Regions from separate parts of the Mus musculus genome. Here all the other regions are linked to region 2. A link is a contact called in public HiChIP or PLAC-seq data. All regions are on one chromosome and are shown on one strand. Each heading gives the region's core, a stretch centred on a gene start, on an enhancer-like site or on the middle of the called end of the contact. The rest is flanking DNA. Distances are from core to core; before and after follow the strand shown.

The links. HiChIP or PLAC-seq counts read pairs in DNA pulled down with a chosen protein or histone mark.
Region 1: an HNF4G HiChIP or PLAC-seq map of pancreatic cancer cells shows a contact between it and region 2. The contact joins the enhancer-like site here to the promoter of Odaph in region 2. A contact is called at or near these places in 3 of 39 promoter capture datasets (embryonic stem cells, hippocampal neurons and liver), 1 of 484 Hi-C or Micro-C datasets (cerebral cortex) and 1 of 115 datasets of contacts at active chromatin or transcription factors (pancreatic cancer cells).
Region 3: a FOXA1 HiChIP or PLAC-seq map of pancreatic cancer cells shows a contact between it and region 2. The contact joins the enhancer-like site here to the promoter of Odaph in region 2. A contact is called at or near these places in 10 of 39 promoter capture datasets (the 3T3-L1 cell line, 3T3-L1-derived adipocytes, cranial neural crest and 5 more), 3 of 484 Hi-C or Micro-C datasets (the N1E-115 cell line, cortical neurons and ventricular fibroblasts), 1 of 115 datasets of contacts at active chromatin or transcription factors (pancreatic cancer cells) and 1 of 9 other capture datasets (embryonic stem cells).

Annotation. Positions count from the first base shown.
Region 1 is chr5:91,037,460-91,041,875 of GRCm38.p6, forward strand. No RefSeq gene overlaps it. Among named protein-coding and RNA genes, the nearest start is that of Epgn, 12 kb to the left of the region's middle. Within about 2 kb of position 1,357, at least 64 of the 459 cell types and tissues checked have an H3K27ac peak or open chromatin away from gene starts, as enhancers often do. A contact at or near this core is called in liver and pancreatic cancer cells, where this site is marked.
Region 2 is chr5:91,984,310-91,988,962 of GRCm38.p6, forward strand. It overlaps Odaph (odontogenesis associated phosphoprotein), which reads left to right and starts at 3,164. Exons shown (of 2, transcript NM_001177577.1): 1 at 3,164-3,249. The coding sequence starts at 3,186.
Region 3 is chr5:91,317,100-91,321,929 of GRCm38.p6, forward strand. No RefSeq gene overlaps it. Among named protein-coding and RNA genes, the nearest start is that of Gm19619, 36 kb to the left of the region's middle. Within about 2 kb of position 3,417, at least 21 of the 459 cell types and tissues checked have an H3K27ac peak or open chromatin away from gene starts, as enhancers often do. A contact at or near this core is called in pancreatic cancer cells, where this site is marked.

The sequences.
Region 1 (4,416 bases), core at 107-2,606, 950 kb before region 2:
AAAAAACAAAAACAACATCAACATCAACAACAACAACATCAACAACAACAACGTCAACAAAATTTTAAAAATTAAAAACAACAAATCATGCTGTAGATCTTTTTTTTGGAAAGAATGGCATCTCTATACTTTTAAATTTGCACAAAGGTATTGAATCAATATAAAGTTCTTTAACAAATCAAGGGAGCATACTAGTGTCCTAGCACTGCCATTTATAATCATTTCCAAGGCTTTTAATTAACCCAACAGACACACATTTAATTGTGCAGACTTGTTCAAGGACACACAACATTCAGCTCTTTCTCTTTGCCATAGCCTAGGGGATCTCTCCCGACAGGGTATGGAAAATTCATATTCTTGGTGAACCTAGAGAGGTGGCCAAGTGATCTACAAATGAAAACCAGTTCTTTTCTTTATAATAGACATAATAGCCTTTGTCATGGACCAACCACAGAAATTCCCTACTGTCATCTTCAGATTAAGATGTGCATACCAGTGTCAGGGTGGGGCCAGAACAGGAGAGAAGAGCCTGCCAACAGGAGAGTCCACAGACTGGAGACTGGAAACAAAGCCTGGCTTATCCTCAAGACTCAAGGGATAAAAGGATCACTTGAGAATATTCCTCGTTGATCTGTGGACAAGTGTCACCTGGCACTGTTAACTTCCATGGGTGCCCTTGACTGAGGTTGGTGATCAGAGACAAGAAGTAAAGCATCCAAGCTGTCAGTAGAATTCAGTAGACCCCGTCTTCCTCTCCATTACCTTCAGTCCTACCCTTATCCAAATTGTTCCTTAGAGAAAAATATTAAATTTTGATGGACTTGATTAAGGCAACAATTTGAGATATAAAAACAATATCTGTGTCACTCTAGGTACAAGGCTTCTCACGCAGTCCTGGGGCTGCTTAACTCCATGGAGTCCTTTGGATATGAAATTCTATTAAATGGCTATAAGAAAAATAAAAAAACACTCTGAGAGTTATCAGGAGGATCCCACCCACAGACATTATCTCCTTTGGCTTCCATGTGTTTGTTTTACATCAAGCCCACATTTAGAAGCCAAGGTATTTTCTAGTGAAGAGAAGGCAGAAAACTGTCTTGCATAGCTGTGGTTAGGAATGCTTGCATCCTCCAAAGCTACCGGCCCCCAGGGCTTAAGCTGCCAATTCAAGGTTCCTAGGAGCCTTTAAATCTGCCAACTTGGTTGTTTGGATTAGTGTTATGGTCTTTCCTCATCTTAATTTAATTACCAGGAGGCCTGTAGAGGGCCCTGTTGCACTGCAAACCTCACAGGGCAGAGAAAAACCTCAGATCAAAGAGTTGCCCAGGAATGTACCTGCTAGGAGAAGCCACACTCACCTGGGAGCTGGCAAGGTGCCAGCTGATGACTCAGACACTGCCCTGCCCACATCCCTAGCTGCTTCCTGCTACAATACATGCTGGGTGTGTCTTCTCAGCGAGTTAGCCTGCTAAAGTCACCTCCCAGTTCAAAGCCTGACACCAGCTTCTCCCATCCCCCATGCCCCACAACTGATATAAATATCTTTATTAACTCCTCCTTTCGACTGTTACCCTTAATAATATTAGTCAATTGTTTTTCATTAACTTACTTTATACACAGCGCCCCTCCTCCCTGCCCAGTCTCACCCTCATAAATCCCTCCTCCTGTTACCCCCTTCCCCTTGCATACCACTTCACCTTGGGACATCTGTTCATAGCAAGACAGTCCAGCTAGGGGAAGGAGATCCAATGGCAGGCAACAGAGTCAGAGACAGCCCAGCTCCAATTGTTAGGAGACCCACATGTAGACCAAGCAGCATATCTGCTAGAGATGTGTAAGGGACCTAGGTCCAGCCCCTGCATACTTTTTGATTGGTGGTTCAGTCTCTATGAGCTCCCATGGGATCAAGTTGGTTAACTCGGTAGGTCTTCTTGTGGTGTCCTTGAACCCCTGGGCTCACTTATTCCTATCTCCCAGTCTTCCTCAATACTCCCCAGGTTCCATCTGATGTTTGGCTGTGGGTTTCTGCATCTGTTTTTATCTGCTGCTGGATGAAGTCTCTCAGATGACAGCTATGCTAGGCTCTTATCTGCAAGCACAGCAGAGTATCATTAATAGTGACAGGGGTTGGCTCTCTCCCATGGAATTGTCATTAACTTTCTTATCTACCCAAATTTTGGTAAAAGTCACAAGGACACAATTCCAAGGCCTCTTATTACTGTGGATTCAAATTCCTGTTCTCATATTGCTTGTTCATTCCTTTATCAAGCTATAAATGACTAGAAGACCTTGCAAGCAGAATTTTCTTAAGTAAACTAACAAACGTAACATATTTTCCGCCCTTCATTGCTGACTTCTTGAGCTAATACGGAGGTGCAGTTGTCCCTACTCTCTTCACGACTCACCTACCCCTTTTCTTATGCTCTGAGAAAACTGTTAATGTTTAATCAAGTGATGGAGAAATGATTTTTATTCAGTGCAACAAATTTGGCAGTAAATTGGCCCAAACTGGTCTAGAAGGTGGGGTTTAGTAATGGAGTTTGTATTTGGAACACTTTTGAGCCTGGGTTTGACTCACAGCTCAAATGTGAGGAAATTAGCCTAACCTGTGCTTGTTTTAGTGGCAAGAAGTTGGTTAAGAGTTCCCTAAACACTCAATAGAAAGATGGTGCCATCAGACTAAAGGAAGTCTATAGGAGACAGGAGAGGTGGTGCCATCAGTTGTCCTGCCTTGAGCCTGAAATTATGCAAATACCATAGCTACCACAAGCACCAGAATCAGGAACTGTGTGCTGGACAGACAGCCCCTTCTGCAGGGCAGTACCAGTCCCAATTTCCTGAGTGGTAGGTAAGTAAGCATGCTAGCTATCAGATGCTTCTTAGAGCTCGGCAAGCATCCATTCTCCAGTGTTTTGCCTTTGCAGGGCTAAGGCAATATATAGAACTTTGCCAGAAATGATAGTTGCTTGTTTGTTTGTTTTTTTGCATCCCAGTGGCACCCTTTCTGAAGATCGCTTAGATTTTTCCATTTCCCTCTGCCGTGTGTAAAGGTTTAGGTTGTGTTTTTCTGCATACCTAAGTTTAGGTGTCAAACAGAATATTCCATCACCTTCAATACTAGGTATGGCCTTTAAAGGAGAGGCCGGGATTTTAACTAACTAGAGCAGTGAAAAATCAGCCCTGGAATTTTTAGTAGCATTCTTTATCAGAGGCCACTTTATCTCTGTCTCAGACTTTATTCCCAAACTAGCAGAATGAAATCTTAGGTTTGTGAAACACCAGCTACGTAACTGTAGTAGCCTGCCTGAGGATGAGCAAGCTGTACGGAGAACAAAATACTCGGCAGTGCACCATAAGAGAGCAAAGGTTTATTTTGACCCATGGTTTCAGAGAAACTTCTGCCTATCTTGGAGGAGAGGGCATGGCTACAGGAGTGAGTGTGCCTATGGCAGTGTTGGTGGTCAGAGCACATGGTTATGACTCTTCTCGGGGTTACTGAGAGAACACAAGAGAAGCAGCCTGGTCCAAAGGACCATCCCACTTTTGTCACCCAGAGCCCACCTACTAACTAAAATCTTTTGAATTAACAAATGAGCCCCTTAAGCTGGGGACTGTGTTCAAAATGCATGCTGGGGGGATTTCCAAGTCAAACCAAGGCAGAGTCACTTAGTCCATCCAGACATGGAAGTTCTAGCTGTGACCTTGGACTATAGATGCATCAGTTGTGACTGCAATATTTCCTTCCTCCCAGATCATAGGATTCACTCAAAGGTTTATATGGAAAGTACATAATTTTTTGCTCCTTTGAGGTTTCATAAGGTTCATCTTGTCACATAGACTCAACTTTGTTGTTTGGATTTTTTGCCTTTGTTTATTTGTTTAACAAAAGCTCAAAGCAATAACAATTTCCAGCTCCAAAACAGCTGTCCAAGTTTCAACGTGATCAAGAAAATACAGGTATAATGATATGAAAGACTTTCGAGTGCTGACCAATGAATATGGCCCTTCGTTTTGACCTGCTAGAAGACCTGGATGAACACTGCCCTCAGCATACCACAGGCAAAGCAGTGACGTATGCATGTTAGATGTTTGCATGAGTGCTTTGCAGCTAGGTTTTCAAAGGGGAAACATCTCTTGTAATCGTATAAATTGGTAGGGATTTTTATTTCTGGAATATGATCTGCTGGATACCAATATGCATCTGGGATTTCTTTCTTATGCATTGCTTCAACTGCGGAGGTCCAGCAGTGTCTGTACACACGGATACTCATCTGTGACTCACAGCTCTGATGGGGCAGTCCCAGCCAGGCCACTCCAAACTGAATGTAGACATTAAACTGCTGCTTCCAAGCCTTGGCTTCAAGGCGCTCTCAATACATCCATCCAGTGAATGGGTGTAAATATTAAAATGTATAA
Region 2 (4,653 bases), core at 1,914-4,413:
AAGCCTGAGGAATTTACCACTTCCTGATTTGTGTCTATTGGTCTCGTTTGTGTCTATTGGACTTCTTGATCCTCAGGTGACATCACTCTAGATTGACACTCTTTAAAGCCCAAGACTATGATTAATTCTGTTCTTCCTAAACTCCTGATGAAATCACTGGTCAAAGCAGTCCTTTGAATGATGGGATGTTTTGGCAAATACAACCTCCTAAGAGAAAACATTCTGAATTGAAGTTCTAATAATTTAATAAAAAAAGGAAGGAAGGAAGGAAGGAAGGAAGGAAGGAAGGAAGGAAGGAAGGGGAGAGAGAGAGAGACAGAGAGACAGAGAGAGAAAGAGAGAAAGAGAGAGAGAAAGAAAGAAAGAAAGAAAGAAAGAAAGAAAGAAAGAAAGAAAGAAAGAAAGAAAAAGGAAGAAAGGCAAACATGCCCTTTACAGATTATCATGATAGTTTGAGCTTTGTGTCAACACCTCAATGTTCCTCTGGGGGAGGTACTTACTATAGTTCAGATTTCGAATGTCCCTGTCTTAGTCAGGGTTTCTATTTCTGCACAAACATCATGATCAAGAAACAAGTTGGGGAGGAAAGGGTTTATTCAGCTTACACTTCCATACTGCTGTACATCACCAAAGGAAGTCAGGACTGGAACTCAAGCAGGTTAGAAAGCAGGAGCTGATGCAGAGGCCATGGAGGGATGTTCTTTACTGGCTTGCTTCCCCTGGCTTGATCAGCCTGCTCTCTTATAGAACCCAAAACTACCAGCCCAGGGATGGTCCCACCCACAATGGGGCCCTTCCCCCTTGATCACTAAGTTGAGAAAATGCCTTACAGCTGGATCTCATGGAGGCATTTCCTCAACTGAAGCTCCTTTCTCTGTGATAACTCCAGCTTGTGTCAAGTTGACACAAAACTAGCCAGTACAGTCCCTAAGTGCCCATGTGTTAAAAAGCCTTGGTCTCCAGCCTGGAGCACCACTGGCAGGTGGTAGAAGCTCTACCAGATTAAGACTAGTGAATGGAAGTTAGGTCATTGGGGATGGCACCCTTAAAGGGACTACTGGGACCCTTAGCCCCCCCCCCCTCAGCTTCCTGGTCACCGTGAGATGAGCAGCCTGTGCCCCTACAATAATGTTTTCACCACAGTCCAAAAGCAGCAGAAATAGCTGACCAAGGACACTTCTAAACTATGAGCCAAAATAAATCTTTCTACCTTATAAATTGATTTTCAAGTATCTCATCATGGTGACAGAACGCCAACTAATACAAATGCCACATCAAAGATCATGTCTCTAAACTGATAAAAAATACATTTTTTTTGAGACAGCATCTGACTCACTATGTTGCCTAGGCTAGTTTAGAACTCATAGGTCAAGCCTTCCTTCCACATCAGCCTCTGAAATACCTGCAATAATTGACTAGTGTCACCATGCTGGCTTGAACAGATAATCAAATGGCAAGTGAGAAAAGAAAATGATATTAGAAAGTTTTGGGTATTTCTTTTTTCTAACAAGAACCAGCCTCTTAATTCTTGTGACCACTTCCTGTTACTCTCACAACTGAAAGAATCCTCTCGGGAGGCCAGCCAAGCACTGGTGTGTCTGGCTGTGGTGGTTTGAATAAGAATGGCCTCCATATGCTCATGAATGTGACTAGTTAGTCACCAGGGAGTAGCGCTATTTAAAAGGATTAAAGGGATTAGGAGGTGTGGCCTTGTTGGAGGAAGTGTGTCACTGGGGGTGGGCTTTGAGGTTTCAGAATCCCATGTGGAGCCCAGACATCTCTGCTTACAGATCAGTATGTGGTTCTCAGGTACTGCCCCAGTGTCTACCTGCACTATGACAGGCTTCCTGTCATGATGATGATGATGGAATAACCCTCTAATACTGTAAGCCAGCCCCCATCTAATGCTTTCTCTGTAAGAGTTGCCTTAGTCTTGGTGTCTCTTTACAGCACTATAACAGTGACCAAGACACATGTTCATCTTACAAGCAAGTTGGTGACTTAGAAGAAAGTCTAGAAAGTAGGCTTATTAAGTTATGCTCCAGGTTTCTTCATTTTTGTTTAAACAATGACCATAGTGGCCACAAGGAAAGACACTTTTCTACCCATGGCCCTTCCCTCATGGGCAGACATAGGGCAGAGAAGAACCATACACTTGGGTCAGAATCTAACAGCAGCTTCTTCAAACACCTGGATCAGGAAATCTCCTCTTCCCTCATGATTTGCTCCAGGAAGTCAAGCTATGTGGTGAGGAGCTAAGGTAGTTCTTTTCTGTGGGGAGTTTGAATGAAAATGGCTCTAATAGGCTCATGCATTTGAATGCTTGATCTGAAGTTGGTGGAACTATTTGGGAAGAATTGGGAGGCATAGGGGTAGACTTTGACGTTTCAAAAACCCATACCACTTCACATTAGATCTCTCTCTGTCTCAGGCCTGTGGATAAGATATAAGTTCTCAGATACTGCTCCAGCACCATGCCTGCCTGTCTGCTGCCATGATTCCCCACCTTGGTGGCCATGGGCTCACCATCTGAAACTGTCAGCCCAAATAAATTCTTTCTTTTATAAAAGTGGCTCTCGACCCCGTGGGTTATGACCCCTTTAGGGGATAAAAGACCCTTTCATGGGGGTCGAATATCAGATATCCTGCATATCAGATATTTCCATTAGGATTCACAATAGTGGCAAAATTAGTTATGAAGTAGCAATGCAATAATGTTATGGTTGGGGAAAGGGGGAGTTACCACAACATGAGGAGCTGTATTAAAGGGTCGCAGCATTAGAAGGTTCTATAAGCTGCCTTGGTCAGGTCATAGTGTTTTTGTCATAGCAATAGAAAAGAAACCAAAATACCTTCCCTTGCAGCTGGAGAGCCATGGTTACAAGTGAAGAGAAGGCACTGAGGTGGGGAGTGTTTGGAACTGACAGGGTAGTGAAGGTAAGGTGGCTTCCTTCAGTCCAGAGTGAAGGAGAGGTGCGTGACGCTTGCCTGGCATTACCAGAAGCTTCAGGTTGACGAAGACTGTCTGGTATTTCCTTGAGAGTTTCTTACTCTCCCACCACAGGTCCGGGTGGTTGTGGTCCACTATGCAAATGCAAATTGCCTGACTCAGGCTGCTGCCAACTCACTCACTCTCCTTTAAAGCAGCCTGGGGCCCAGAGCAGTGAGTGCTCAGGGCAGAAGCCATGGCTCCAGCTTTCCATGTCTCCTGGTTACTGGTCAGCTGGTTGGTGGTAACTACAGCAGAAGGTAAGAGTCTGAGTTTTTACCTACTGTGTGTGGGTTAGATAAATAATACCATACAGGAAAACAAAGGTGGCTTCCATGGTTACATATTTCCATATGTTGGAAATGTTTCTTTGCTACCATCAGCCTGTGTGAATGAAATGAAAGGCTGGGGTGGCTCACCTGAAGACCTGGATCCCAGTCTTAGCGTTACCTCTGTGATTTTAGGGTATACTTGAACATTATATATGATTATGCATTGTTGTGGGGCTGGAGAGGACAACTGAGCTATAAGCAAAAGCCTCTGCACATTAAAAGCACTGCATCAAGGCTACTGTTGTTACTACGGTTATCGGTTATGGAGCTAACAGTGTTTATGTGGAATTATAGCACTGTCTGCTTCCTTCCATTTCCAGCAGCCAGCTCTTCAGGCTGAGTCTTTGTTTATTGCTTTAATGAATCATACCTGATGAGCTGTGTCTTGGCTCTACCAAGGTGAGCAGATTTCCTGAGGCTGACTAATTTCTCCCTTGCTCCCATTCTCCCCTCCCCCAGCACCCCCCCCCCAACCCTGCACTCCTCCCCCTTGCTCTCCACTGAACCTGCAGATGCTCTGAGCATGGACATTGGATTTCAAGTCCCTGCCCAAGGGAAGATATGGAAGATAGGAGAAAGGAATAGGAAGGAGAACCTGGGGGCCCTGCATCTAGCATTTGTTTTCGTAATTGACTTTAAATGCAGACGTAGGTGCTGTTCAGTGAGGAGGGATCCAGTGTTGGACAGAGCCTCTCGCCCACTTACATTCCCTGACCTAGGGAAGCTTTTCAAGGGGTTCAGTGAGACTCCATTCATCTTCCAACATTTTCTCTGCAGTTGTCACACAATGTCTGAGACAGACTGGAGACAGGGAGAGGCATCAGAACTTGTTGCTAGATACCCAGAGATCCCCTAACCCAGCCTCTGCACAGACTACAGCTATCACAGGGCAGCAGTTCCTCAATTCCCAAGATGAGGTTATGGACATCTGCTGAAAAAGAGGCCACCTTCTTTCCAGCTTATGGGGCACATGTAGTCACAGAGCAAATTTGTTGACATCTCTTGTTTTGTTCTCTTGAGGCTTTGAAAATAGCTAAATAGGTTATAACGAGATTCGAGATTTCAATTATTTATATCTAAAACTATCCTTTGAGGGCTGAACACAGTGGTGTGTGCCTCTGATCCTGACACTCAGAGGCAGAAGCCGGAAAGATATCTGCGAGTTCAAGGCCAGCCTAGTCTATGTAGCAAGTTTCAGAATGGAAAGCCAGGGTTACATAGTGAGACAATGTCCCCAGACAAACAAATAAAAATTTCGTCTGAAAGGTGAGATTTGGTCTCTGAGCTTGGCAGCACAGGTTCTAGGTCATCACTCATTTCTGCTTGTCCTCT
Region 3 (4,830 bases), core at 2,167-4,666, 670 kb before region 2:
ACCCTGTGCTCAGTCCAATGGATGGCTGTGAGCATCCACTTCTGTATTTGTCAGGCACTGGCAGAGCCTCTCAGGAGACAGCTATATCAGGCTCCTGCCAGTAAGTGCCCTTGTTGGCATCCACAATAGTGCCTGGGTTTGGTGATTGTATATGGGATGGAGCCCCAGGTGGGGCAGATTCTGGATAGTCATTCCTTCAGTCTCTGCTCCAAAACGTTTGCCTTATGCAATATACTCTTTCAGCGACTGTATATGCCAGTTTTTCCTGCTCAAGAAATGAAAATTTTATAAGTAAACAAAAATACTACTCCAGAAATGCAGCAGCAGGAACTTATCCACAACATAATAGATGGGATGATTTTACAAGAGATTAGACTGGGGTTGGTGTGCTTAGGTTCAGATAACTACACCTAAGGACCTATGTGCTAAAGGCTAGATACCCAACACCATGGGGGTTAAGCCTTCAGATGTGAAGTTTCCTAAAAGATCTTTGGGCTGTTGCAAACATGCCCCTGGGGTAGACCACAAGACCTTGTTATTTCCCCCCTTCCTTCTTGACTGGTGGCAGCTCTGATCACCTCCACACTTATCATGAGAGGCTGCCTTTGCTCGAAGTCCAAATCAAATGCAGCCATTCGGTCTGGGTCTAGAATTTCCTAAGAAACTAGCCAAAATAAATCTTGTTTATCTTTAAATTCATTGCCTCAGGTGCTTCATGGTGGTTATGGAAAGCTAAGCCGCCAAGCTGACTTTCAAACATTGGTTCTTTTTCAGGCAATGTCAAAGGTTATTTATTTCCTACTTCACAATGATATTCTTCATTAATCATTATCCTCATTTTTCTTAGCCATCTTCTTGATTATTCCTTTCTGTCTACTTGGATGACTACTGATCTCTGTACTCTGAGATGAGTACTGGGGGTGTTCTCAGTGGGTCTTGGCTCAGCCCATCCCATCAGACTCTATTTCCAATGAATGAACGTTAATCTCATCGCTTTTGTTGCATTTAAGGATGGATCCCAAGGTCCAAGGGAGCACAGCTGGCTGTCAAGCACTCTCCCATGAGATCTGTCTTCTTTGGAATGTAAACACAGGGAAAGGAAACTATTATATAATGTAAGAATTCAGTGTCTCCAAAGATTGAGGGACCAGGGGATATTACACACTCCCTAGACAGCCTTTGTATCTCAGTCCATTTGAACTCTTGACACTGCTTGTTCTCCATCTCCTGTTCACAAGGACCTTGTCTCTTGCTCTGTCCACACACACATAATAGCTCCCTGTTTCCTAAACTTCTGAATAAAGTCATACAGTCATATTGTTTATAAAGGTAAACTTCATCTCAGTGTAGTCCAGGAATCATGCCACAGCCCACATTAACATTTGTGATCTTAACCTCTTCATCTCTGAGTCTCCCACAAGGATCAGTTTCTTCCACTCCCTTCTGTTTTATCTGCCCTTCCCCCTACTGCTAACTGTATCTCACTACTTCCTAGGGTGCAGTCAGGCTGGAAAGGGCAGAAGCTTCTGTGGTTCTGGGAACTTTTAACCGTAGACAATGCAGATATATAAAACATAAAATTGGGAAGAGAGACCTAAAGGGAATTCATGCAAATGAGGAGCCCCAGGCCTCAGCTACATTGGCTGTGGTAGTCCCTGCCCACTGCTGAGGTATCATCCTGTCTCCTATCAGACCTGCCAGCACCCAGGAAACATAAGCCACCATCACCAAACACAGTCAGACTTTCAGTATATTCATCTAGCTGCATCTCTTTTTCACAAATATTTTAAAAATCAAAGATCTTACGTGAGCATGCTTGATTCACATGGCACTCAGTACAAGGACCCTAAGATCTGGCGCTTCCTCTTCATCTGTCGTAGACAGTCCTTTCCTTCCACCTGCACATAGCATCTCTCCAGCAGAGACATCTCCTTCTCCATTTAGTCTAGAAGATGGGCCCCAGGACTGAGAGCTGAGCATCTGACTAGCTGGCACCGGTGGGCACATGATTTCTGCTCATGGATCTGAGTAAACCGGGTGACTATTGATACGTGTTGGAATTCATCAGTCTCTGTTGAATAGATAGTCTCGTTTATGGCTCAACCTGATCAGTTTGACCTGAGATAGCACAACTTAACCTGTGGATTCTATGTGTGCTTCTTGATATCTTGCATTTCTGAGCATAAATTAAGCTTCAAATGGTTGGATAAGTTTCCCTTACCTCTTATGCACCCACTACCAACAGCCCTCCCAAGATACAAGTCTAGATTTTGAGAATATAGTTGCCATCCACTAGAAGGATCCCTCATAGTTGGGTCTGCGTATTAAGACAGGTAGTGAGGAGCATCTCAGAGAACCTGAGTACAGGTAAAACTCTGTGAGTGCTTCTACTGGAAACACTTAACATTTTCTATGTTTTTGGTATAATACAAGGAATGCTCATGCTATCCCCAGGTATATTACTATCCTATGTTTTCTATACAGGAAGACAGATATTTTGAAAAGTTCAATGATCAGTCAATGATAATTTAAAACCCACATTGTTTTTGCTTGAAAACTATACCATCTTTTGGAACAAATATTAAATTCCCATTTTATAAGTCTAAAGAAGTTTCTTCGTGACTTCAGGCACTTGCATGACCCTTTGTGGTGTACATAGCACAGGCTCATCTGAGAGGTATGAACGCTTGGGAATCAGTGCGCACCTCAGCAACGCGCTTCCCACGATTCTACCGTTAACATCTCCAGAGCAGCAAACATGCTGCAGAGCTCAGAGATCCACCATGGGAAGTCACACCACAAACAGGGCAGGAGTGGCAGTCAACCTTATGAGTCATTCGGGACAAGGGTCAGCGAGCTTTCCCATGACAAGCCAGATAGGCAGCACTTTTCCCTGGGCAGGACACCCCACATCTATGATCAAGATGCGCCGATCATAGAGCTTTGCCACACATAGGCATTCCATATACAAAATTAACCAGAGAAAGCAGTTGAGAATTCTAAGTTTTGAAATAGCTGTGATGCTGGAAAAAGCCTAGGCTTGGCTGACAATAACCTGTGATTACTCACAAAGCAATATCAGTCTTGAAACTGGTTCCAGGGGCTGAAATAATGTGTAGTGTCCAGGAAGGGCACTTTCCTGGGTTTGTGTAGGAAAGCCAATAGCTGCAATCCTCATGGGTTTCATGCTTTAACCACTTGGAAATTACTCTACCTTCCAGGTTAAGCAGGTTCTGTAATTCCTAACCAGCAACATTTGATATTTTCTATAGACTAGGGGCTCCTTTGGGGTTGCTCTTCTCCCATATTTTGTGTGAAAGCTCTTTTCTCCTTTTATGCTGCGCCTAGAACATGAGTTCCATTCAGACTCAGTAAAGAAGGCAGCAGAGGTCTTAAACTTTAAGAGGAGGAAATGAGTCAGTGAGATTGTGGTGTGCTCTTCCCAGCATGCTCAGCGGTGTGGAAGGACTGTCAAGGAAACAGAAGAACGCAATTATTTTGTTTCTTCTATCCAAGTCTATTTACAATGTCTTTCTCCTAATCTTAACCTGTGAGTCATGACCCTCATGGGGGTTGAATGACTCTTCCACAGGGGTCACATAATCAGATATCCTTCAGCTTGGATAATTATACTACTATTCGTCACAGTATCAAAGTTATGAAGTAGCAATGGAACAATGTTATGGTTGGGTTCAGCACACCATGAAGAACTGTATTAAAGGGTCACAGCTTTGGGAAGGTTGAGATCCTAGAACTTTTCTATAAAGACTGAGAAACAGGGAGTCCCACACCACTTGGATCCAGGTCAGGGGAGCCAAACACCTGAGGGAGGCTTAAGAACTTAAGAACTTACTCTTGACTCTTCTATGACATGTGACTGTTTTTTTAAGGGTCAGACCTAGTTAGGAATTCTCCTTCATATTGACCCTTTTATCCTCTCTCTAGAAAGAGTGTATTAATATCAGGAGCTGGGGCAACTATTTTGCAGTAGTGAAGTTGATATTCAAGAATAGCGGGACAGAAAGACAGGAGAAGCTGCTTTGACATCCCCAAGTGACTGTAACAACGCTGTTATTGAATGAGAAGGCAGTATCCTGACTGGTGACACTCCTGTGACAAGCACTTCTATTTGGATTTGAATGAATTTCTAACCAATACATGAATACATGTTCCATAGCCATTAAAACACATACTATGAGAAAAAGAATATTAGCCAAATTGTAATGATGAATTAAAACTAAGAAAAAATAAACTGTCCTGTGGGCAGAGAGATTAAGAAACTTAAACCAGATAAGTATATAAGGTGATACAATATATTGAATGTCTCAAGCTTATTTCTTTCTCCCACTTAATGAATAGTTTTACTATAATAAATGTTAATAAATATTACTATGTAAAATATTATAAGGGGTCAGAGAGGTGACTGTCTAAAAGCATTTCTCAATTCCCAGCATCCAAAGGGCAGCTTATGTCTCATATCTAACTCCCGTCCCAGAGGGTCCAACACACTTTTCTGGCCTCTGACAGCACCATGCCCACATATGATTTATAGACATACAAGCATGCAAAATACCCATGTACATAAAATGAAAATTAAATAAGGGAAAAATATATAGAAAATAATGATTTTTAAGCAAAGACAAAATATCACATATTTACGTATGTCTACTAAATTATTGACTGTCAATGTTTTCATCTATGTATTTATCTGTAACTATTTATCTTGATTTATCATGTCCTAAATGAAGTGCCTCCTTTATACATCACAAAACCACAATCAATGTCATTTATCCTACCACAATTGTCTGAGTGGAATGACTTAAGATAATG